Regions from separate parts of the Mus musculus genome. Here regions 2, 3, 4, 5 and 6 are each linked to region 1. Evidence: chromatin contacts called from public ChIA-PET, HiChIP or PLAC-seq and promoter capture Hi-C data. All regions are on one chromosome and are shown on one strand. Each heading gives the region's core, a stretch centred on a gene start, on an enhancer-like site or on the middle of the called end of the contact. The rest is flanking DNA. Distances are from core to core; before and after follow the strand shown. Region 1 holds the start of Zc3h13 (zinc finger CCCH type containing 13). Region 2 holds the start of Slc25a30 (solute carrier family 25, member 30). Region 3 has its middle 19 kb from the start of Erich6b. Region 4 holds the start of Lrch1 (leucine-rich repeats and calponin homology (CH) domain containing 1). Region 5 has its middle 14 kb from the start of Gm36060. Region 6 has its middle 12 kb from the start of Gm36060.

Region 1 (3,548 bases), core at 300-2,799:
ATGGACAATGGTGCTCATTCTAAAGAAACTAAGTTATTTATCAACAAAATTATTTGAATCAACTATAGTTTACAATGCAATCCCTTAAAATGACTCAAAATAATGTCTATTCAAACACAATAATGATACATTTGGTAATGTTACAATAATTACTTCCAGAAATGTTACAAATTAAGACAGAAAGTACATGCACTGTAAAATGTACTAAAATGTTATTGGCAGTTATCACTCCTTAATCAGATTATTGTTGAGTTCTGGGCAACATGTGTTTTCTTTCTTAACATGGTTTCTTTTAGATGACTACAACTTTCAGATAAGAAATTTAGGTAACATCCAGAAGGAAGCTATTTTCGTTTCTACAATGAAATAAAGTGTTTGTTGCTATGAAATAAATATATTTTGTGTCTCTTTTAGATCTAGCTCCTGGAGGTTCTGACGATTGGATCTATGATTTGGGCATCAAATATTCGTTTACAATTGAGCTCCGAGATACAGGCAGATACGGATTCTTGCTGCCTGAGAGATACATCAAACCCACTTGTGCAGAAGCTTTGGCCGCCATCTCTAAAATAGTTTGGCATGTCATCAGGAACACTTAATGCCCTAACCTCCGCTCTCATTATTTTTATTTTATTGATTTCAGCAACACTTAACTGTTGCATTAGCTTCTAAGTTGAATCAGTTTCCTTGGTTTTGTTGAAGAATAAAAAGCACACTACTTTGAGCTTAAGAGTGAAAATGGCCCCCTGTGTATTTTAACATTTTTATTTTTATTATTTTTATTCTAAGAGGTTAGCTACTGGTCCCACCCCACCGTCCCTTGATTTATGATGAACAGCTATCTTAAGCAGTTTTAAGATGTACTGTGTGTGTGGTGGGGCGTGAGGGTGTGAGTTTAAGCACCAGGTTTATGCTGGACCCCCATCAGAGGCCAGAAGAAAATGGGGAACCGCTGTTACTGAAGGTTACAGAAGGTGGTCAGCAGTCACGTGGGGGATGGGAGTCAAACCTGGTCTCTGAAAGAGCTGCAACCGCTTTTAACGGCTGGAGCCATCTCTCCAGCTCCTCCTAAGCAACTTTTACCCTAAATCTACGGAGATCATTGGATCCAAGCAGGAAAAGCAAAGGCACTCTGTAGCACCTCAAGGGTTTGCACCCTAAAATTTTAATCAGTCTCTGCTCTTGTTCTTGAAAACGCAATCCGTGCATTTCTGCTCCAGCTTCAGGCCCAGGCGGGGGACGGGCGGTTGTCAAAATCTGCAGCTTCGAAACGCACCAGGCTGGTGGTTACTGCCGAAACAAAGTAGCACTTTATGCGATGGAAAACGGTGAAAACCAGAATCTCAGTCAACTGAGAATCTCCGTCCTCCCACGCTGACTCCGTGTCCCCAGACCTTAGTAAACAGGCGTCAGGAACACACTCCGCACTGCCCTCGCGTCGGACGCGAGGGGGCGTGGTCTGAGAGGGGCGGGGCTTACTCGATGACGACTAATCTGGGGGCCGGAAGCTGCCTTGCCTGCGGAGGAGTCGGGCAAACTCGCGACTTCCGTCGGCTTTTAGATGCTGCCAGTGTAGCGGCCAGGCAGAGTTGTGGTCTTAGCGTTGCTCTGCAGTGGCTTCTGTGCGTCTCTCGTCTCGTGTCCGGAGCTCTCCAGAGCTGGGAGAAGATCCGGGCGGCTCCGCTGCTCCCTGTTCCCGGCGTCCGCCCCGCTTGAGGAGGGCCGGCCCCTGGGAGCCGCGCGTGCACGTCCTCTTGGTCGTCCTCCCGGGGCCGGGCGCGGGGACAGCCGGAGCTGAGGCGTCAGGGACGTCCTGAAGACTGCGCTTACAAGGGTGCTTGGAGAGGAGGTAAGCGTTCGGGGAGCGGATGGGAAGAGGCGTTGGACCCGGCTCGTGTGGGCGTCCTGCGCTGTGGCCTCCATCCTCGCTCGCCTTGTTCTGTGCTGCTTGTGTTTCTGAACGCTGTTTGAGCATCCCACCCTTGACTCTGCAGAGGCTCTTGGTGTTAGATCTGGCTGTTGCTCCAGTTGTGATTCTGCAGTCTGTGTCAGGAAGCAGGCGGACTCGGATACCGTGGTGTGGTGGTCGCATTTGTGTGTGGTGAAAGGATGCAGCAGTTGTGTTTCTTGGATTTAGAGTTGCCTTCTTCACGTATTCCAGATCTATTGAAGAAAGGAGAGTCCTTTTGATTGTTCCTGGTCTTGCTTATTTCCCGGCTGCAGTAAATACTATTGGGAGTGTAGGAGTACTGTTTTATCTTTATACTCCCAGGCAACGGGAAGCTGGAACGAAAGGAGAAGATATATCTGGCAGTATCACTTGCTAAGCAGGTTGACATTTATGTGGCTGGAAAAGTATTCAGAGTTGAAGAAAATACTTGGATGATATTGGTAGGATCTTGCTTGTGAGAGGCAGTATCTTAAGTTAATTCGTTTTATTAGGAGTCTTCAGATAATTTGAACTCTTTCAGTTATGGGCGTGCACAGTCTCTCCTGGTTTGTGAATTTCAAAAAAAAATAATTTGAAAAGGTTGGACCTTTAAGTTTGGCATTTAAGGGTTTAAAAGTCTGTGATATGTTTATTTAGTTAGTCCAGATCACTATGCGGCTCTGCCTATATGCTTAGTTTTGCTATGTAGTACTTAACATTACTAGCTTTAGAATCCAAACAACAATATTTCGCAACACAGACGTATAAATTTTTAAATAACCTCCAACTTCTTAGTTAGATTATATCAGATGACAGTTTCATCTGGAGACTTAGCAAGCTGATGTAGGAATGTCACAATTTCTGTGCAAACGGTTGTGCCCTGAAACTTGAGTTTCAGTGTGAGCATCTGGTAGGATGTAGTTGATACCAACACATAGGGGGTGACTCAGATACCTAAATGTGCAGAAACTCAAATCCCTTCTGGAAAACGATGTTTTATATGCCTTCAATCATCTCTATACTTCTAATACATAGTGCAATGTAAATCCTATAAAAGTACTTTATGCTAATTTTAAATAATGTAAATAAGGTTTGTACACAGTGTAGTTTTGGTTTTTGGGTTTTTTGTTGTTGTTTTGTGTTGCTTTGTTTTTGTTTTTGTTTTCCTGGATATGTTCAATCCAGGGATACAGCTTCTTTATTTGCTTTCTGTTTACTGGTGACTTGGAGTGAACACTAACCTTTATTCTGAGTATATTCTCTGTTCTCAGCAGGCCGTATCACCCTGAACACCTGATCTCAGAAGCTTATCTGGATTGGGCCTGATTAATGTCTAGACTGGAGACACTTACCTCAGTTTAATGTCTGTAATATAAATTTAGAATACTAAAGCACAGTATGACTTTTATATCAATACATTATATTAAGTCATTAGTGTTAATTTATATTGTATTAAGCATAAATTTTGAATTTAAATCTTGGTCTTTTTTAAAGATACATATATGTATTATATGTATATATTACTTATACATATACACACACACACACATATATTTAGCTTAACAGGATTTGAATCCAAAATATACCTGGTTTTAAACATTTAGGATAAGGGAATTCA
Region 2 (3,548 bases), core at 473-2,972, 500 kb after region 1:
ACTGGAAAGAGAGGCCCATTGGACACACAAACTTTATATGCCCCAGTACAGGGGAACGCCAGGGCCAAAAAATTGGGAATGGGTGGGTAGGGAAGTGGGGGGGGGAGGGTATAGGGGACTTTTGGGATAGCATTGGAAATGTAATTGAGGAAAATACATAATAAAAAATATTTTAAAAAATGAGAAAAAAAAGAAAGTAGAAGGGCTCTAACTGGGCAGGCAGTCGATGGAGGGAGGGGGCGGGTGGGTAGGATGAGAAACAAAGCTATGAAGTCAGTGTGATGAAACTCACTGCTTTGTACGATTATTCTTTAAAATTGGCACTGCTAGTACTTCTGCGGGCTCTCCAAGTTCCTCTTATATAATTAATAAATCATTTTCATTTTGGTCTGTTCTTTCAGTGTACAGTCTTAAACCGTAATCACATACTCTTCCCTTCGTGTTCTCATAAATCTCTCCCCCATTACACTGTCTTTTCATAAGCCTTTCCTATTCCTATTCTTCATTAAAAGCACACAGTGAGGGGCCGAGAGATGGCTCAGCCTGTTCTTCCAGAGGACCAGGGTTCGATTCCCACTATCCACATCAAGTGGCTCACACCTGCTTAGAACTCCTGTTTTAGAGAATCTGATGCATTCTGACTTCCAAAAGTACTTCGCATATAAACTCACAGACACATAAATAAGACTGGGTGAATCTTTTTTTAAGTGTACAGGTAAAAAAAAGAAAAAACCAAACTCAACACATACTTATGAAATATGGTGTTTTAAAAACATTTTAGAAATAGTACCATTTTTTCACGAGATAATTAAGCCCATGTTACAAAAGTTGGCAGTGCCACTGCTAAGATCTAAATCCATGCCTTTCAGCTTCACACTAACACATCTCCGAATGTAGAATCTACAAGGGCGTTCGTTCTAGCATTGTTTTGCTATTCTTAGGCAAGAACAATCCTGACTACTGAGTGTTTTGCCTGAAATTACACCTAAAAAGCCTTTAAAACGCATTAGCACGTTAACTTTTCGAGCAATTCATTTGACAGGTTCTTGCGAACTCGCAAGCAGCAACCTAGCTTGTTGTTTCACGAGCAATTTGTGTGTGTGTGTGTGTGTGTGTGTGTGTGTACGCGCGCGCCCCATTACCTTAAAGAAAATGGACATTGTTTATTAACCGCCTATTTAGCAACGCTGATGATTGAACCCGGGACCCTGTATACAATAAATAGCTCAACCACTGAGCAACATCCCCAGCCCTACACCAGCAATTCAATGGATGAAGAGCCCTATCCCGGGTACTGAGCTCGCGGGTGCTGAAGCTGCACCGTCTCTGCCCACGGATGGGAGGGGCGCACACCGGTGGGAGGAAGAAGTGTCGCAGCAAAGGGTGCAACCCTTGAGCCTCCCGGACGCCCCCCTCAGCCATCCTCCGCAGATCCCGCAGAACCACTAGAACCCGGGAGCGAGCCCGGGTCCCAGAGCGAGCCCGGGCTCCGGAACCTCGTACCCACCGAACCCCAGCCCGCGAACCCCAGCGCACTTCAGCCCGGAGCAAACCCGCCGCAGCGGTTCTCTGGCCAGGTCCACAAGGCAGCAGCGCGGCCGGGAACTCACCCCGCGGCGGAGCTCCTCCTGCTACTCCTCGGAGCCAGTGCAGCCGCCTGGGAGCACCTCGGTGCGGGAGCGGAAGAAAAGGCCGCCGAACGGCGGGCGCGGCCCAAGCCGGGAACGGCTCCGCCCGCTTCTCGCCCGGACACGCCCACACCACGTTCTCATTGGTCACTGTCGACACCGGCTCCCTCAAGGCCACGCCTCCAGCCACAGCCAAGGAGACCCAGGAAGAGCGGGTCCCAGAAGCAACCAGACTGGGGTTCTCAGGCTCTCACTGCTGGGAACCGAGCTGCGGGCTGCTCGCTGCTCCCCACTGCCTTCGGTCTGTGAAGGGGAAGCCGGGAAGCCACAGACTCTTCTTCAGAGGGGCTTCTCCGTGTCTCCCAGAACCTCGGCAGTCGCAAAGAATCATCTTGCGTTCACTGTTTTTAACATAGAGCTTTATAATTTGAAATGTGCTGACTGAAAACTGAGAGCCCAGACTCACCAACGCTAGCATTTCGCAACTCTTGCATTCTTTCTGTGTCTATTCCTTTCACACCGAACTCTTGAAAAATTACCACTTATCATATACAAGAGACTGAGTACATTTTCAATCATATCCCATATAAATATGATAATATTTATATCCCCTTGCTGTCTCAAAAGGTCATCCACACATGCGCACAGGAAACTCGGGAGCTACTAAAAATCAACCCAATGCATCTGAATTCACCTCTCGTAAACTTCTTAAACCAGAGCTCTCGTTTTCTTTTTCTTTTTTTCATTAGCTATTTATTTACAATCTGACCGGAGCCTCTAGTTTCCTAAACTCTTCTTAACTTTGGCATAGTTGCGGTCCAGACCAATTGTCTTGTCAAGTTCTGGATTCGTGGGATTATTTCCTCGTGATTAAATTTAGAAACCTTTAGAACAATGGCGGATATTCACAAGACTTCCTTCATTTCTGGACATGCACTCTGCCAGTTTGTCATTGTTACCTACGGAGCAAGGTGCATAGAGCAAGATGCGGCTTGTTCAAGGTTCCTATCTCCTCAACAAAGCCCCTCCTCTTTGCATTGAAAACGGATGTGGACTGCTGGGTTTGTTTCTTGGAAGCCCTTGCTTCTGTGTCCTGGGGATGTTTTATCGTCTAGCACTCTCTGCTCTCCAGCACAATGCCTACCAGTTCTCAAAACCAGTTCTCAATAGTCCTTGCCGATTGTCCTTGGAAAGTTTTGTTATAAAGTTCTTCTGTGTGTTTCCTTTTATATTGTGTCACATAACATAAAACAGTGTAGTTGGGTTCTCTTTAGAAAAAGAACCAATATAATGACTATATTCAAAGGGGATTTATTCAGCCACCTCACATGATATGGTCTGGGTAGTCAGTCCAAGGATGGCTGCCTGCAATGTGAAAAGGCTGGGGGACCTGGCAGCTGCTCATACCAGCAGCCTGGGTGCCTCAGTAGTCCCAATCTGATGCCAAGGCTCCTGTAGAACCAATGGCCTTCAGTCCATCTTGGAGAGCCAATGAAGCCTGGTTCTGGTGCCAGCAAAGGAATTTAGAAGCAATGACAGAAGCGCTCACTAGCAAGAGGCAAAGGCAAGCAAGCAAAGGGTTTTCCCTTGGGGCTCCTTGTATATCAGCTTCTGATAGAAGGTATTGGCCACATTCAGGGGGAGTCTTCCCACTTCAGTTTCCCTGCCCCCACACATCCCTCACAGGCATGCCTAATCTAGATAATACCTCATGGGTATCCCAGGAACCTTGATTCTAGATCTGTCAGGTTGACCATCAGTGTTACCCTCACAAACAATATGCCTCTCACCGCAGATATTTTTTAAATTGTTCTTAGGTTTAGTTATTCCTGCTTATGTTATGAATATTTCGTGTGCATGTGTGTGCAAGTGCATGTGTGTTCGTTCACGTGTGATCATGACCTCTATGGACACCACATG
Region 3 (3,548 bases), core at 638-3,137, 340 kb after region 1:
TGAAGAAGGCTGAGAAGAACAAACCATTACCACTGCCAGTAAAGAAACACCTGACCTCTTGAAAGTCAGCTGCTCTAATCTCAAGACAGTCATAGCTGTGTCATTCCCAGGGGACAATGTACTACAGCAACACAGACCAGGCAGCGAAAGCCTCAGATACCGGAGATGTTCTGCAAAAAGACAGAGACTCTCCCTTCCCTAGTTAGCAGTGCTTGCTTGGGATTCTGTCCTTTGTGCTGGCAAAAGTGAACGATGTGCCCATCACCCTTTGAAAACTGTGTATACTCAGAATTACTCAGAACTTAATTACCTAAAGGAGAGGCACAAAATCCAGTTGAATATGTTTGGCCCAGGGAGTGGCATTATTAGGAGGTGTGGCCTTGTTGGAGTGTGTCAGTGTGGCGTGGCCTTTGAGACTCTCCTCCTAGCCGCCTGGAAGACAGTCTGTTCCTGGCTTCCTTTGGATGAAGATGTAGAACTCTCAGCTCCTCTAGTACCATGCCTTCCTGGATGCTGTCATGCTTCCTGCCATGATGATGGACTGAACCTCAGAAGCTGTAAGCCAGCCCCGATTAAATGTTGTCCTTTGTAAGAAGTGCCTTGGTCATGGTGTCTCTTCTCAGCGATGGAAACCCTCACACACTAGTCCACTACCCTTTACTCTGCGTCCTACAGCGGGTCCTCTCCTTTCCTTTACGTGATGTCAGATGCTCACAGACAAATCCCACTTCTGGGAGGTTCTAAGGCTCCCGGACCTGAAACATTGTCCTTTGCAATCCAAGAGATGTTTGTGTCTGAATTTTTGAAGTATGCTGCTTTGTCACTGTTTCCTTAGCATTAAAACATTTCGTTAAGGCTGGAAAGATAACCAATGGAAGTCTGCAGAAGCTGCTGAAACGTAAAAGATTCCCAAGGCCCCTTCCAATGGTTACATTAGCAGTAACAACTGCTGGGACAAGAGACCCTTCGACTGGCTGAGCCTCCGAAGCTCCGCAGTGAGCTCCAAGCATCATCACCAGGCAGGGGTGGGCTGCTCAGTGCTGCAGCTGTGCTGTAACCCATCACCCACACTTCTGTTAGTCACCCCAATAAGCTTTCTGCTTGACCAAGCTACTTCGGGTGGGATAGTTTTCCTGTTTTCAGGGGGTGTCCTATCTGGGGTGCAGAGGCTTTTGATAGCATCTCCCAGAACTTCCTCAGAGCGCACACCTCTGTGCCTTTGCCCAGCCCCTTGGTTTAGATTGTCTTTCCTCAAATTTTTCCAGACATCAAAGAACATTCGAACAAATCCTAAAATCAGATGCCATTCACTCTCTTCCGGAGAAAGCACATTTGCCTGCAGCTGTTAAAAAGTCTAAGCACAACCACGGGCAATGTTAGCCATGTCAACACAGCAGCAGTGGTTTACTGAAAACTTCAAGAACCAAACGAGGTGAGATGGTTTCTAAGTCCGGTCAGGGGAGACTGCAAAGCCAAAGTCAAAGGAAGGAAGGAAGGAGGGAGGGAGGGAGGGAGGGAGGGAGGGAGGGAGGGAGGGAGGGAGGGAGGGAGGGAGGGAGGAAGAGAGGGAGGGAGAAAAAATTTTAAAAATACATAACACGAACACTGTTTCAAGACTTATCTGGCTACATAAGCAATGTATATGGTACTTAGCATTTTGCTTCTACTGGGGTATCAATGAATGCCAGAAAAGACGATTTCAAAATATCTTAAACTCAACTGCAAATTTGCATTAACACTTAGGAAAGAGGAGGGGAATAGACAGTGACAAATTCTCTTGGAGTCTTGTAGATTTTTTTTTTTTCCAAATTGCTGGTTTGAGACAGCTCATCATCTTTGTGAGAACATGAACTGCAGGCTTGTCACTCCACTCTGGGCTAATACAAGCTGAGTGATTATATGCGTCTTCCCTCCCCAATCAACAGCCAGACTCCTGTTCCCTGCTATATGGTTAGAGCCAGAGAAAAGTCTTCTCAGGGGACTAATGAAGAACTGTCGAGATCAGGGCTGTATGACTGAGTAATGGCGGGAGGGCTGCTAGAGAGAGGCAGTACCTCATGAAGTGAGTACGAGCCTTGCTAACCGAGAGGCATCTAGTTGATTGACGGTCCCTCATGCCCAGCGTGAGCCTAATAAGATGCTGCTCTTGGTTGCTTCTGTCCCCTGGTCTATGCTCAGGAACCACCACCTGCCTTCCTCTAAGACTAGGCTCAATTCAAGCCATCATTTAAATTAGGGGTACACCCCCACCATTATCCCAAATACTTTGAAAGAGATCTAAGACTACAAGCCTGTGAACTCCGCTATAGGAGTCATGTCAACCTGACTCTTACCTGCCTATAAGAAAAATCAAATTATGCTTTGTTAGAGATAATCCCATAGCTGTACTACAGTGACTGTGCCTGATCGGGGAAGCTGAGCAGGGTTAGGCCTGCTTGATAAACGGATGAGAGGAACAGTACAAATAAGAAATGATTAAGTCTTTAAACGTTTTTTATTGTTGTTCTTTTATTTTTGTTTTGGTTTTTGAAACAAGGGTCTCATATATCCTGGACTGTTCTCAAACACGTTGAGTATCTCAGGATAACCTTGCCCCTCTGTTCCTTCTGCCTCTATCTCCTGAGTGCTGGGATCACAGGATGCTCTTGAAAACTGCCCTTGTCCCAAATGGTCTCCTCCTCCTTTCCACATCCATGTCAGCTGCCAATGATTGTTCTTCCAAATCAGCTGCTGCTGTCAATCAGCACATCCTACGGTAGGTGGGACTCGATTACTTCCCGGGTCCTTCTGCCTCTGAATTCCAGTGTCAGCGTTCCCCTTTGATTATGTGGAAGCACATAACCACTGAGACAGTCCTGTCAGTCACACCTGCCCTGACAGGGCTGCCATGCCAGGCTACCCTGCCGAAGGACTCCTATGCTTGCTGCTGTCAGGGAATCGGGATGGTGTGGCCCACGAGGAAGGAAACTGGCCCAAATCTCTACCACAAGTTCTCCCAGCCCCACTTCAGAATTTGGTTTTGTTGTGTCAAAGCCTATTTGGTTGTGGTGTTACTGTTTCTCATTAAAAAACAAACAAACAAACAAACAAACAAACAAACAAACAACAAAAGACACGGATGTAATAGCCCATACCTTTAATCCCAGCACTTGGAGGACAGATCAGAGGCAGGTTGATCTCTGTGGAATCCAGGCTATGCAGGATTACATAATAAGACTTCCACAAATAACAACAACAACAACAACTATCTCTTTCTATCATCTTAGAGCCTATGGGGTCCTACTGAGAGCAGAACTTCTGGATGAAAAATCCATCTCAAGGACTATGGGGCAAAACCAGTTTTGCTGTTTGTAAATGGCACGTCTGGGACCAAATGGAGCACATGCTCTTCTCTGTGTGTGTGCGTGCATCTGTGTATAGGTGCACACATATGTGTGTGTAGAGACCAGAGGAAACCCTCAAGTTCAGTTCCTCGGGGGGTTACTCACCTTAGGAGGATCTCTCCCTGACCTGGAGCTTGCCAAAGCAGCCTGGGTTAGAAACATGGG
Region 4 (3,548 bases), core at 771-3,270, 340 kb before region 1:
CACTACTTTTAAAGCAATGGTATTCTCAAAGACATGCCAGCACAGCACACATGCCAACTCTACCCAACCTTGGGAGGAATCATGAGTAATACTGAAGTGTTGGAATAACTCTAAGCCTGCTACTGAATAGCGCGAACACGTTAGCATGGGGCATTCTGATTCTCCATTCTGCAGTACACAGCCATTCTAACTATGGCAGATGGGAAGGAAAACATGGGGTGACTTTTTAAGGTTAATGATTCAGGCGACTCTTAGAATAACTTCTACTTGAGAAGCTGTAACTATGAGGTCCTATCAAGAGCCTCTCCAGCTGTTGAAAACTGAGTTCTGGAATTTCCCCTCTGCTTACCCATTCCTGACAATCCTTAAACCCAAATATCACCGTTTAATGACTCCAGAGGAGTGCTTCTAGCCTCCAATGGACTCAGAACTCCATCTAAATTTTCAATTGGTCTCCTGATTAAATGTTTATGGAATTAACCAGAAACCTAGCCTCCGAAAGCCACAGCTGGCTCCCCTGCCCCGCCCCCTAGTCTTCCTTTATAAGTAGCTGAAGGACCCCATCTGAAAGCCAAGCCATTCAGAAGCCTAAGAGACCTGATGCAAGTCGGAAGAGACAACGACAGTCGTGAGGTCTAGGCAATGGCACAAAAGTGGGGCACCCACTGCCCTGGGAAACGCTAGGCGCTCGCTGGGGTACAAATCGTCCCGCAAAGAACAGAACAGGATATGGTCGGAAACTTAAGTCAGATCTGCACGGATTCCCAAGGCCCCAACCCTCTTCCACCACCCTCCTTCCTGTTTATGGGTCCACTCCCACAACTCCGACTACTAAAGGGAAAGCAGACATCTCCAAAATATGTCAACACATGACACAACTTGAAGAAGCAGGCTGCTCTGTGGCGCGGGTTACAACTTGCCGGGCTCACACTGGCAAACAGGCTCACTTTAATTACTTTTCATTTACTATGCCACGCTTCCCCTCCAGGGCCCCCGCAAAGACCGGGGTTAGTGAGAACCGGGGAGCCCCGGTGGAGGGAACCAAAATGTGTGGGCGGAGAGCCAGACACCAGCCTCTGCTCGCACAGGCGCAGAACCAAGGTTGGCACCGCCTCTCTGGCTGCAGCAAGCCACGGTCGCGCGGCGCGGAGGCCGGGGCCCCGACACTACGCGGAGAGGACAGGGCTAGCCGACGGCCGGCCACCTTTGTCTGGCCTTCCCCACCCACCAGGACGCAGAATGCTTCCATGTAGAGGTCCACGACTTGGTTCGTGTTCTGGACTTGCTCGCGGTCGCCCGAGATGCCCCCACTTCCCGCGCGCCAGGAACAGCTCCTAGGCGCATCCCTGCGCTCCTGCACCACGGTCGCAGGTCGCCGGGGCCAGGAGGACCACCGTGCCCGCTACAACCACCGTGCTCGTTGCAGAACCCGCTCCTGCCGAGCCAATCTAGTAACACATTCGGGCCCGGCGGGAAGGAGCGACAGCCCGGCTCGCACACGCGTGGCCAGCCCCGGCCTTGTCTCACCTGCCCGAACCGTGTCCGAGAGGTCATGTCCCGGGGCCGTAGTCCTGGGAAACTCCTTCAGCTTCCTGGCGCTCAGGTTCAAGCCCCCAGAGTTGGCCGCCTCCTCCAGCGCGCGCTCCAAACCACGGTTCAAGGGCAGGTTGAAGCCGGTGCCGCCGGTGCCTCCGTGGTGCTGGTGGTGTTGGTGGTGTTGGTGGTGCTGGTGGAGATGCGGGTGCAGGGCGGTTACCGAGAGAGCGGGCGCGAAAGCTTGGGGTTCGCTTCCCGGCGTCGCCATCTTCTCCCGGTCCCCCGCCCCGCCGCTCCTGCGCGGGGTCACAGGTTTCCCCGGCGGTCCCGAGTCCCCGCAGCGCTCCCTCGAAAGCCGCGGGACTGCGGGAGGGGCGGCAAGCGGCGCAGAGGTGGAGGCAGCAGTTCGATCGCCAAGGTTTCCAGCCGGGGGAGCCAAGGGCTGCGGCGGCGGCAGCGACGGCAGCGGTGGCGCGCCTGTGTCTGCTCGTGCTCGCGCCCCCGCCCGCCGCTCCTCCTCCGCAGCTTGTTGGCGCTCCACCCCCGAAGCTGGCTGGAACTGGATGCACATTCTGGGTGACTTTCTCTCCAGCCCGACCCCTTGTAGTTTACACATCTGCGGGCCAGGGTATTTTGTCGGTTTCGTTTTTGTCTTCTGGGATTTTTTTTAAGCCGTTTATGAAAACCCAGGCGAGGCGGGAGACAAGATTTGGAATACAAGGTCACAGGGAGGAGAGTGGTTCTGGTTGATTGATCCAGAGTTGCCCCCAAAAGCAGTTTTTCCACTGTGGGTTTACCCTCACGGACGCCCCCTGGCATTTAGGTGCTTACCATACAAAATCTCTCACTAAATCCAGGAAATCTGTGAGTGGAAAAATTGCTTCCTTCAGCGAGAGGAAGTTAAAGCGAGCCGCGATCACCCCTGCAGAATTCGAACACGCAGCCCACAGTCACCAAAATTTTGCACCTTCACTACAGACCACAGGAACAAGAAAGACTTCAGGGCAAATAGACAAATCTATAGAGGAAGGGCTTTGAGAAAGGGTAATTTTTATGATAAAATACCCAAATTATTACTCCAAGCGTTAGAACGCCAAAGACCTAGTGATCACAAAGGTCATATCTTAAACCTAAGCCTAGGTACTATGAAATGTTCCGGGTGCGCCACCTTCTTATTCATGTGAGGCATGGGAACTGAACTGTCTGATTGCAAACAAATCTTCTGCCATGGGTTGACCTACAGTGGGCGCCTGAGCCAGGCCTTGCACCCCATGGAAGAGCCAGAGGACCTGTGTCACCTAAAGCCACCCAGCTGGAAGACTGATAAAGCCTCCATTCCCTTCCCACACCTTAACAGCCTGGGACCCAAAGCTTGATAGTCTCTATGGAGTGACTCGGCTTGGAGAAATGAGGCTGGAGTGAAGTATGGACATGATACAACTTTATCATACATACTACAGTAATGCAGATCTGTGATAGTCTAGGCAGCCGCGTGGACCTAATGACTTCTTGGGCTCAGCACTAAGTATGACATGATCTATGTCACTTGCATGGACTTCGCTACAGGGCTACCCCTTAATTCCTGAGATTCCAGGCTGAGAGCAAATCCTACTTATTCCGGAAGAAACAGGCGCCACCTAGTGGTGTGCCGCCCTCACCCCCCACCACCTTCCTCCTCTCTGGCTCCACTTCCTTCAAGTCTCTATGATTTCATAAACTGTGCCTTAAGCTTAGTTTTGTTTTCACCCTGTTCTGTAGGCGGTCTCTTCGATCTGTTGCTTCCTTTGTGGTGTAGAAGCATTTTCATTTCATTCAATCTTGCTTGACAGTTTTTGTAATCATTTCCTGTGAGCTTAGGGCTCTTTTCAGAGAATCCTTCCCAATTCCTGCATCATGGAGGGTTTTTTCCTGTTTTCCTTTGACCATTTAAGGTTTTTGAGTGTTATATTAAGTGCTTTGATCCATTTTGAATTGATCTTTGGGCAGGGCAAGATACAGAGATCCAGTTTAAT
Region 5 (3,548 bases), core at 304-2,803, 280 kb after region 1:
CATCATTTTCATTTTGTGTGTGTGTGTGTGTGTGTGTGTTTTGATTTTGTTTGTTTGGAGACAAGATCATAAAATCATTATCTTGAGGCAACACCTCAATCTGCTGTGAGGACAGAAGGAAAGAGCTGGCCCTAACAGCAATGGTGAATTGCTGTGCTAGTCTTGACCCGACTGCCTCTGAAATGTTATGTGAGAAAGGAAAATATCAATTTTAAACAACTGTCAAGAGTTCTATTACTCTGAGCCACAATAGCCCCAATCAAAACAGGCAACAAGGGTCACAGCACAGCCATGATAGTGGCAGGTAGTGGAGTCTGGCATCAGAATCAACTTCGATACAAGAAGAGGAAAAGGGGAGGAGCTTAGTCCTCTCTCTGCACTAGGGATGCTGGGGCAGATGCTCTGACTTCCAACTTGGCCTCCAGTGGAGAAAAGAATGTGGGGGAGACAGATCTTCTTTGGAATCCATGGGCCTCATTACTTGGAGGGAGGAATTACTTTTGTCTTCTTTTAATGGCACGTTCAAAAGCCTTTGTTGATGCTCATAGCATCGTGTCTAGTTGCCTTGCTGAAGAGCCTCTTCGTATTTCTCCCGGGATGTCCTTAGCCAGCCGCAGCAGTCACTAACTGTGGGGAAAACGCCTTAAGTGTTAGAGTGCATAGGCCACAATGGGTCTCCTGGGTTTGTGCCCAGCCTCTTACCAGTCCCGCTCCTCATAGCAGCAGCACTACCCAAACACACCACAGGTTTTAATCCTCCGCTGGGTGAATAGTGGCACAGCTTCTGCTCCTTGTGTTGATAGATTACTGTGGAAATAGCAGAAGCTTCTACAACTCAGCCTCCTGAAACCTGGGCAGCACAGCTCAAGAGAGGAAACATGCGCTCTCCCTGCCACCCTCCCTCTGGTGCTGGCAGCCAGCCAGTACCATTGTCCAACACTCCCTGTGCTGATGGGGGAGCTGTATCCTCAGGTTCAGCAAAGACGATGCTCACAAGAACGGCTTTGCCTGATAAATTGCCCTGCAGCCAGAAGAGCTGGCGCGCTAATTTAGTGCTCGCCTCTCATCAGCTGAAATGTTTTTATTTTTGGAGGGAATAGGCTGAGCTATAATTATTATTGATCTTGGAGACAACAATCAGAGAAGGCTTGCGTGTGTCCTCAATGAGCAGGGCCAAAAATAGATGAGGTGTCCTGTTGTTCTTGGCCAATCCTAGCTTCTTCTTGCCCTCGATTGATCTCATAGCTGACTTGCCACTTAGAGAACCAAATTAAGTTCTACACAGAGAATTTGGGTGTCTTAATCCTCACCCTCCCACACCCCATCAGCATTTAGAGAGAAGCCACTGGGGTCTTGGCCGTATTCTCTTAGAGAAGGCCTCACCTGACTGGCAACAGATGGATGCTAATGGGATATTTATTTACAGAGTAAAATTAAATTGGAGCTGCATCTTAATGCACAATTTACATAATCAGCTTTGTTCTGAACTGATGAGCTGTTCTCAATAGCACTTGGGACCTTTCTGTCACAGCTGTCTCAAAGCAGCAGCCACTGAGAATGGAGATTAAGTAATTTCCAAAGCTAGAAGTCTTGATGATGCTCTATTATCCCATCCTGGTAGACCTCGTAATTTCTCTAGATACTGGCACGGGATCAAAGATTCATGTTAGTTTCTTGCCACAATATGGGATCAAAGGAAAGATGTTTAATTTGCAATGAGAAAGGGTTAGACACACAGGCAGTCTCTACGCCCACCCTCACTTCTGTAAAACGGATTTATAACGCCTCCAGCTCCCCACAACACTCATATTTACTAACGTGCCAGACTGTGTGCTTCGTGAACCTGGAGGATGAATTTCACTGTCGTACCTTGTGTGCATGATTCTGGTTCAGGGAGAAGCAGATCACAGATGAGCTAAGGCCCTACCCTGGAGAGCTGGAAGGAACAGATACTCCAAGAGACAGCAGAATTATCAAGCCTGGATCCTTAATAAACAAGTCGTGTTAAACTGTTACCTTCACACCCCTATACCAGCACAGAGGGCACTAAATGCTTAACACTGTTCATCTTTCCGAATCCACTGGCCAACTCTGTGAAGGCTAGCATTATTTTCTGAGAAAAGTCCTAATAACAGACACTTGCTGAAAATTCAAGTGCTCTAAGTATGCTTTAGACCCAGGTTTCCTGTACCTCTAAGATAACTATGATTGCTCTCCTGTCTTTTGCAGTCCAGAAAATCGAGTTCCAAAGCAATTAAATAAGTATCCCCGAAACTCCTAACTAATTAAATGAGATAGCCAAAACTTAGACTTGGTCTGTCTGGATCCAAAATACAAAGCACTTGCACGCTGGGCCACATGAACCCTCACATGGCAAACACTGTAGGCCACTCTATTAGCAGAAGTCAGGGCCCCTTTATTAACAGAAATAAAGGATGTTCAAAATGAGACCTCCATCCCTTGGAGCTATAATTCCTAACCTTGAGCATCAGGCAAACACTCCAAGTCCTTACAAGGAAAACTGATCTGAATTATTTATTCCTCCTGTCATTTACTCGTCACAAATGGTTCCTTCCAAAGTGTGCTGCAGTTAGAATACAATGGGGAAATCAAAATCCATTTCCCCCTGAGAGCCAGCTCTGTAGAACCGGATCTCAACAAACCTGGGACTTTGTGACAACTGGTTGTCAAGATAAGACTAATTCTAACAGTGTTTTGTATTCATGGAATCTGTTCCTAAATTCCACTGGGGTCATTAGAGACCATCAATGCAGTAGGGGGAGTATTTCAGTGGGACTCAGTCATCTAAAGGCTGCCATTCAGTGTGTGATCTTAGGCTCATAGGCATTTCTTGATGGTCTAAAAGGCTACATCTTGTTTATACTTAGCAGTCTAACTCCTCTATGCACTCTTGCTCTGGGAAGATCCACAAATACTCAAGGACAAGATTGTGTGATGGATAGATTCACGACTTAACTTATCCCTGTGACAGAACACCTGACAGAAGCAACTGGGAGGGATAGATGTATTTTAGCTCATGGTTTCAGGGTGGTTCGTCCCATCATTTATGGGGAGACGTAGCAGTAGGAGGAGCTCAATTCACGTTGGCAGGCACATGACGCAACTGGTCACGTTGTGGCTGAGGTGGTTTACATGAGAAATGTCCTCTAAAGGCTCATGCATTTGAACGCTCACTTCCAAACGATGGAGCAGTTTAAGGAGTTTTAGAAAGGGCAGCCTTGCTAGAGGAAGTACGTCACTATAAGTAGACTGCAAGATCTCATAGCCTCACCCACTTCCAGTTCATTCTCTCTGCTTAGTACTTGCCCTTGGGGTGTGAGTTCTCGACTTTCTGCTCTGGCCACCATGCCTGCCTGCTGCCATACCTTCCTACCAAGACAGGACCTTATCCCTTGCAACTATAAGCCCCAATAAATCCTCCCTTCTGCAAGTTGCCTTGGACTCAGTGTTTTATCACAGCAACAGAAAAGCATCTGATAAGACAGACCGGAAGCAGAATACAGGACAGGGAAGGAGACAGAGTCAAT
Region 6 (3,548 bases), core at 782-3,281, 260 kb after region 1:
CTTGGGCCAGTTGGCACTGTGCTGTAGTGAGTAAGAACATTTCCCCCATGGGTGAACTTGTTTGAACACTCAGGTTCTAACTAACAGGTAGGCTGAGATGGAAGGTGACAGAACCTTTAGCATGTGTGTGCTACTTGGCAAAGGTAGAAGCCATTCTCTAGATTATCTCCACTCCTACTGTCTGAGCCCTCTGCTTCCTGATGTGCCAGGTGTGAGGACCCACCCACCCACCTACCCCCACCCCCACCCTCCTACCGTTAAGTCCTTCTGTTGGGTGTTGTTTATAGTGATAAGAAAAGCAACCAGTAAGAGACTATACAGTAAGAGCAAGGCTCCAGAGTTCCAGAAAACAAACAAGAGATTAGAAGCAACTGTCAGGTGCTCCACTGTCTCAGTGTCTCTGTGTCCCTGTGAGCTGGGCCGAAAAGGCTGAGTAATGGTGGGGGGAGGTGGGGGCAAAAACACCAGGACCCTTTAAGTAAGTACAGAGCATTTTGCCCACAGACATATTCCTGTAACAATGAACTAAATCACCCACTAAGTACCACATATAATATTTATCACTCTAAGCATCCCGCTGTGAATCCTTTCACAAAGTGAATAACCGTCCTCCCATATTTCTTCTGTGTGAAACTAGATTTAATATATTGAACTTCCTTAAATCAAGCCGTGCCATCCCCCTGGAACCTTTAAAAAAAGGGGAGATCGCAAATTTCATGGAAAGGAGGCCGTAAAAAGTCACAGCTTTGCAGTAACCGACACGCGACAAGAGCAGCCAGAAGGGAGCTGCTGGCAGTGCTATTCCTGCCTTCTTACTTTGGGTCAGAGGAGGCTAGAGACCCGTTTATACACCCAACAAGATTCACCTAATAGCCAACAAGAATGTCCGGTTTCACAGAGCTGTACTCTGAATGGCTACTTTGAGGGCTACAGATAGCCCAAGATGATTTGGCTTGCCACCTGCAACACACTAGCTTTCTGCCATCATTGAAGTTGTTTTTCTTTTTAAATTGATTTGCTCACGCCTGTGCGCATGCGTATGCTCACGCTCGGCCTCCTGAAGGTAGAGTTACAGACCATCTGATATGAGTGCTGGAAACCAAACTCAGGTCCTCTGGAAAAACAGCAAGCTCTCTTAACCACGAAGCCATTTCTCCAGCACCTCTCACTGCAGTTTGATCTTAATACCTGGCCTGAAAGTCCCCTGAAACAGGAGGGACCCTCGCTCAAGCCCCGGGATGACGGTGCACTGGGGAAATCGGGAAAGACCAGTGCACTGGGGACGACTTGTATCCCACACAGGGGTAGAGGAGTCGACCCCCAGCTCAAGGGGTAAGGGGTTTATAAAGGCAGAAACCTCAAACGCCTGGCATTGGGCTGTAGCATTTGGCAAGCATAACGGGTTCAAGGAACGGTTGGAGTATTCTGTACGAACATTTCCTGAAACAATGGAGCAAGTTAAACTTCTACTTTGTGCTTAGTACATCCTGGAACATTGGGGTGAGTTAAACTTTTACTCCCTGCCATTAGTGAGGTCTATTTTGGACACAAGTCTAGAGGCTTACATAATTTTTTACTCTCTCTCTTTCAGGACCTTTCAGGCCAAGCTAAAAACCCTTAGGGGTACCCAGTCACCTCAGGCGGGAATGTGTGTGCTAGAGCTACACATCCCAGTGTTGGATGGATGAAACAGGTATGTATAGTCATCGTCCTCACAGAAGGCAGCAGGGACATTGATCATTGACACCTTACACTGGTCCACAACACGCAAAGCAAAATTGCTGAGATCGTGGTGGCTGTGTGGAGTGGGGGATGGGCTCCACCGGACTAGCCTCAGCTTTTTTTCCTTATTACTTTTATCAGTCTGGCCCTGAGACCTGGAGGCCAAATGCTGTACATAATGAAAGATTTCTCTGCCGGCTCACTCAAATCTCAGCTCATAATGGAAACAGGCTCTCACTAATAGATTCCTGTACTCTTTCCCCAGTGCCTTGTCAGATAATAGCACCATCGAAGCAGTGACCGAGGAGAGTCCAACTGACACATCTCCCACGCCCAGCGGGGGGAGGGGGGGGAGGGGGTTTCTGTGTGGCACTTTGCAGAGCAGAATCAAATTATTTATGGACCATTTAGATGCAAATGTATGGTGCATTTAGCAAACAGGCTGCATATGCAGACAATCTAGCCACACAATGACTGCATAAGGACGACCCCATCTAATCTTCCAGCATCAACTGTATCTCTTCAAAGGGGATTTGGATTTTCTCAGAATTGATCAAACTTGACAAGCAATTTCTACCTAATGTTTAGGCAGGCCTCTTTTCTCTTCTCCATCTGTAGGTGAGAAATCCTATTTTCTGCTAGTGTCCAAGTAATGCAAACGGCTACAGACACAAGTTACGAAAAAAGAGAAAATATTATGCCCAGGACTATGTTTCTACAGAAAATAGGTTTTTGGTTTAGTAGCTTTGAAATTACCAAACATTTTCATTTGACACAGCTCCATCTGACAGCCCTCTTTCTGCTTCCTGAGTGGATGTAAGAGAAAAAACAGGAGACAGCTGAGCCTTCTCTGTACCAAGGCAGCCTGTTCTTGCACACACTCCCAGGTGGAGGTCTGCATCTTGCCCAGGGCTTGTAAAAGAAACACCAGCGTTCCTGAGACTCTCAGAATCAATGAAAACAACATTACAGGAAAGAAAGACCAAATTTGAAAACTCAACTCCGTCTGGAGTTTATTATCAAAATGTCAGCTTGATTCAGTTGTCCTAAACAATTGGGTGAGTGAGAGAGAGGAAACCCAATAAGCAGGGCGGGTCAGGGGGGTCAAATGGCATCAGCTGGATTTTTCCCTGGCAGGCTGAGAGAGCAGGCTGTGCGGCTGTGCGGTTGTGCGTGGGAAGCGCCGCACTCTGACCTCCCACCTCCAGCCTGGTGGGTTTATATCCAGATGCTAAACAGGTGACTTGAAAAGTAAAACCCACATTGCCTTTCCTCTAGAGCTAGGGGAAAGAACGACCAGCTGGGATTTCTCAATGACCTTCCTAAAGAGTCAGCCTGAGGCAGGCTGTGGTGGCACACGCCTTTAATCCTAGCACTTGGAAGGCAGAGACAGGTGGATTTCTGAGTTTGAGGCCAGCCTGGTCTACAAAGTGAGTTCCAGGACAGCCAGAGCTATACAAAGAAACCCTGTCTCGAAAAACCAAAAAAAAAAAAAAAAAAAGTGGCCCTGAGAGGAGCCTCTGGCCACAGCAGGCAGCCCTCTGGCTCCCTTACTGGGGGTTGGGGGGATGGGAGGGGAAGCAACTACATTTCCATACTTCTCTAAGAAACTCTCCAGCTTCCTGGAAGGCCAACTAATGCCTTGATTCAAGAGACAGTGATAAAGCACCAGGGACCCTGGGCTAAGTGCCTTTTACATTTCTTGAGAAACAAATAGATTTTTTTTATAGTGTCATTAAAAGAAATTGAGATGCTATGAATTTTTTTATATATAAACCTTTTTATTTGGCATCTTAGAATCATAAATGTCCAGAGATTCCAGTAGA

The links. Promoter capture Hi-C pulls out the DNA fragments that hold promoters and counts their contacts. ChIA-PET counts read pairs in DNA pulled down with a chosen protein or histone mark. HiChIP or PLAC-seq counts read pairs in DNA pulled down with a chosen protein or histone mark.
Region 2: an RNA polymerase II ChIA-PET map of memory CD8 T cells shows a contact between it and region 1, with 93 read pairs. The contact joins the promoter of Slc25a30 here to the promoter of Zc3h13 in region 1. A contact is called at or near these places in 2 of 39 promoter capture datasets (embryonic stem cells and hematopoietic stem and progenitor cells), 1 of 484 Hi-C or Micro-C datasets (B cells), 2 of 115 datasets of contacts at active chromatin or transcription factors (effector CD8 T cells and memory CD8 T cells) and 3 of 9 other capture datasets (adipose tissue, liver and macrophages).
Region 3: a contact with region 1 is called in an H3K4me3 HiChIP or PLAC-seq map of embryonic basal ganglia, with 3 times the contacts expected there. The contact joins the enhancer-like site here to the promoter of Zc3h13 in region 1. A contact is called at or near these places in 4 of 39 promoter capture datasets (the HPC-7 cell line, cranial neural crest, frontonasal cranial neural crest and 1 more) and 8 of 115 datasets of contacts at active chromatin or transcription factors (astrocytes, embryonic basal ganglia, embryonic forebrain and 4 more).
Region 4: a contact with region 1 is called in an RNA polymerase II ChIA-PET map of memory CD8 T cells, with 192 read pairs. The contact joins the promoter of Lrch1 here to the promoter of Zc3h13 in region 1. A contact is called at or near these places in 1 of 39 promoter capture datasets (pre-B cells), 2 of 484 Hi-C or Micro-C datasets (B cells and embryonic stem cells), 1 of 115 datasets of contacts at active chromatin or transcription factors (memory CD8 T cells) and 1 of 9 other capture datasets (liver).
Region 5: a promoter capture Hi-C map of hippocampal neurons shows a contact between it and region 1, with 2.6 times the contacts expected there. The contact joins the enhancer-like site here to the promoter of Zc3h13 in region 1. A contact is called at or near these places in 3 of 39 promoter capture datasets (cranial neural crest, hippocampal neurons and maxillary cranial neural crest), 5 of 115 datasets of contacts at active chromatin or transcription factors (embryonic midbrain, embryonic stem cells and forebrain) and 1 of 9 other capture datasets (adipose tissue).
Region 6: a contact with region 1 is called in an H3K4me3 HiChIP or PLAC-seq map of embryonic hindbrain, with 4 times the contacts expected there. The contact joins the enhancer-like site here to the promoter of Zc3h13 in region 1. A contact is called at or near these places in 3 of 39 promoter capture datasets (cranial neural crest, hippocampal neurons and maxillary cranial neural crest), 1 of 484 Hi-C or Micro-C datasets (the G1E-ER4 cell line), 5 of 115 datasets of contacts at active chromatin or transcription factors (embryonic forebrain, embryonic hindbrain, embryonic stem cells and 1 more) and 3 of 9 other capture datasets (adipose tissue, liver and pancreatic islet).

The regions. Positions count from the first base shown.
Region 1 is chr14:75,282,817-75,286,364 of GRCm38.p6, forward strand. Zc3h13 (zinc finger CCCH type containing 13) reads left to right here and starts at 1,550. Exons shown (of 19, transcript NM_001359875.1): 1 at 1,550-1,849. Cpb2 (carboxypeptidase B2 (plasma)) reads left to right here. Exons shown (of 11, transcript NM_019775.3): 11 at 415-739. The coding sequence ends at 599.
Region 2 is chr14:75,785,315-75,788,862 of GRCm38.p6, forward strand. It overlaps Slc25a30 (solute carrier family 25, member 30), which reads right to left and starts at 1,723. Exons shown (of 10, transcript NM_026232.3): 1 at 1,611-1,723.
Region 3 is chr14:75,621,179-75,624,726 of GRCm38.p6, forward strand. No RefSeq gene overlaps it. Among named protein-coding and RNA genes, the nearest start is that of Erich6b, 19 kb to the right of the region's middle. Within about 2 kb of position 1,888, at least 9 of the 459 cell types and tissues checked have an H3K27ac peak or open chromatin away from gene starts, as enhancers often do. A contact at or near this core is called in embryonic basal ganglia, where this site is marked.
Region 4 is chr14:74,945,857-74,949,404 of GRCm38.p6, forward strand. Lrch1 (leucine-rich repeats and calponin homology (CH) domain containing 1) reads right to left here and starts at 2,021. Exons shown (of 19, transcript NM_001252132.1): 1 at 1,528-2,021. The coding sequence starts at 1,804.
Region 5 is chr14:75,565,033-75,568,580 of GRCm38.p6, forward strand. No RefSeq gene overlaps it. Among named protein-coding and RNA genes, the nearest start is that of Gm36060, 14 kb to the left of the region's middle. Within about 2 kb of position 1,554, at least 31 of the 459 cell types and tissues checked have an H3K27ac peak or open chromatin away from gene starts, as enhancers often do. A contact at or near this core is called in forebrain and hippocampal neurons, where this site is marked.
Region 6 is chr14:75,539,075-75,542,622 of GRCm38.p6, forward strand. No RefSeq gene overlaps it. Among named protein-coding and RNA genes, the nearest start is that of Gm36060, 12 kb to the right of the region's middle. Within about 2 kb of position 2,032, at least 26 of the 459 cell types and tissues checked have an H3K27ac peak or open chromatin away from gene starts, as enhancers often do.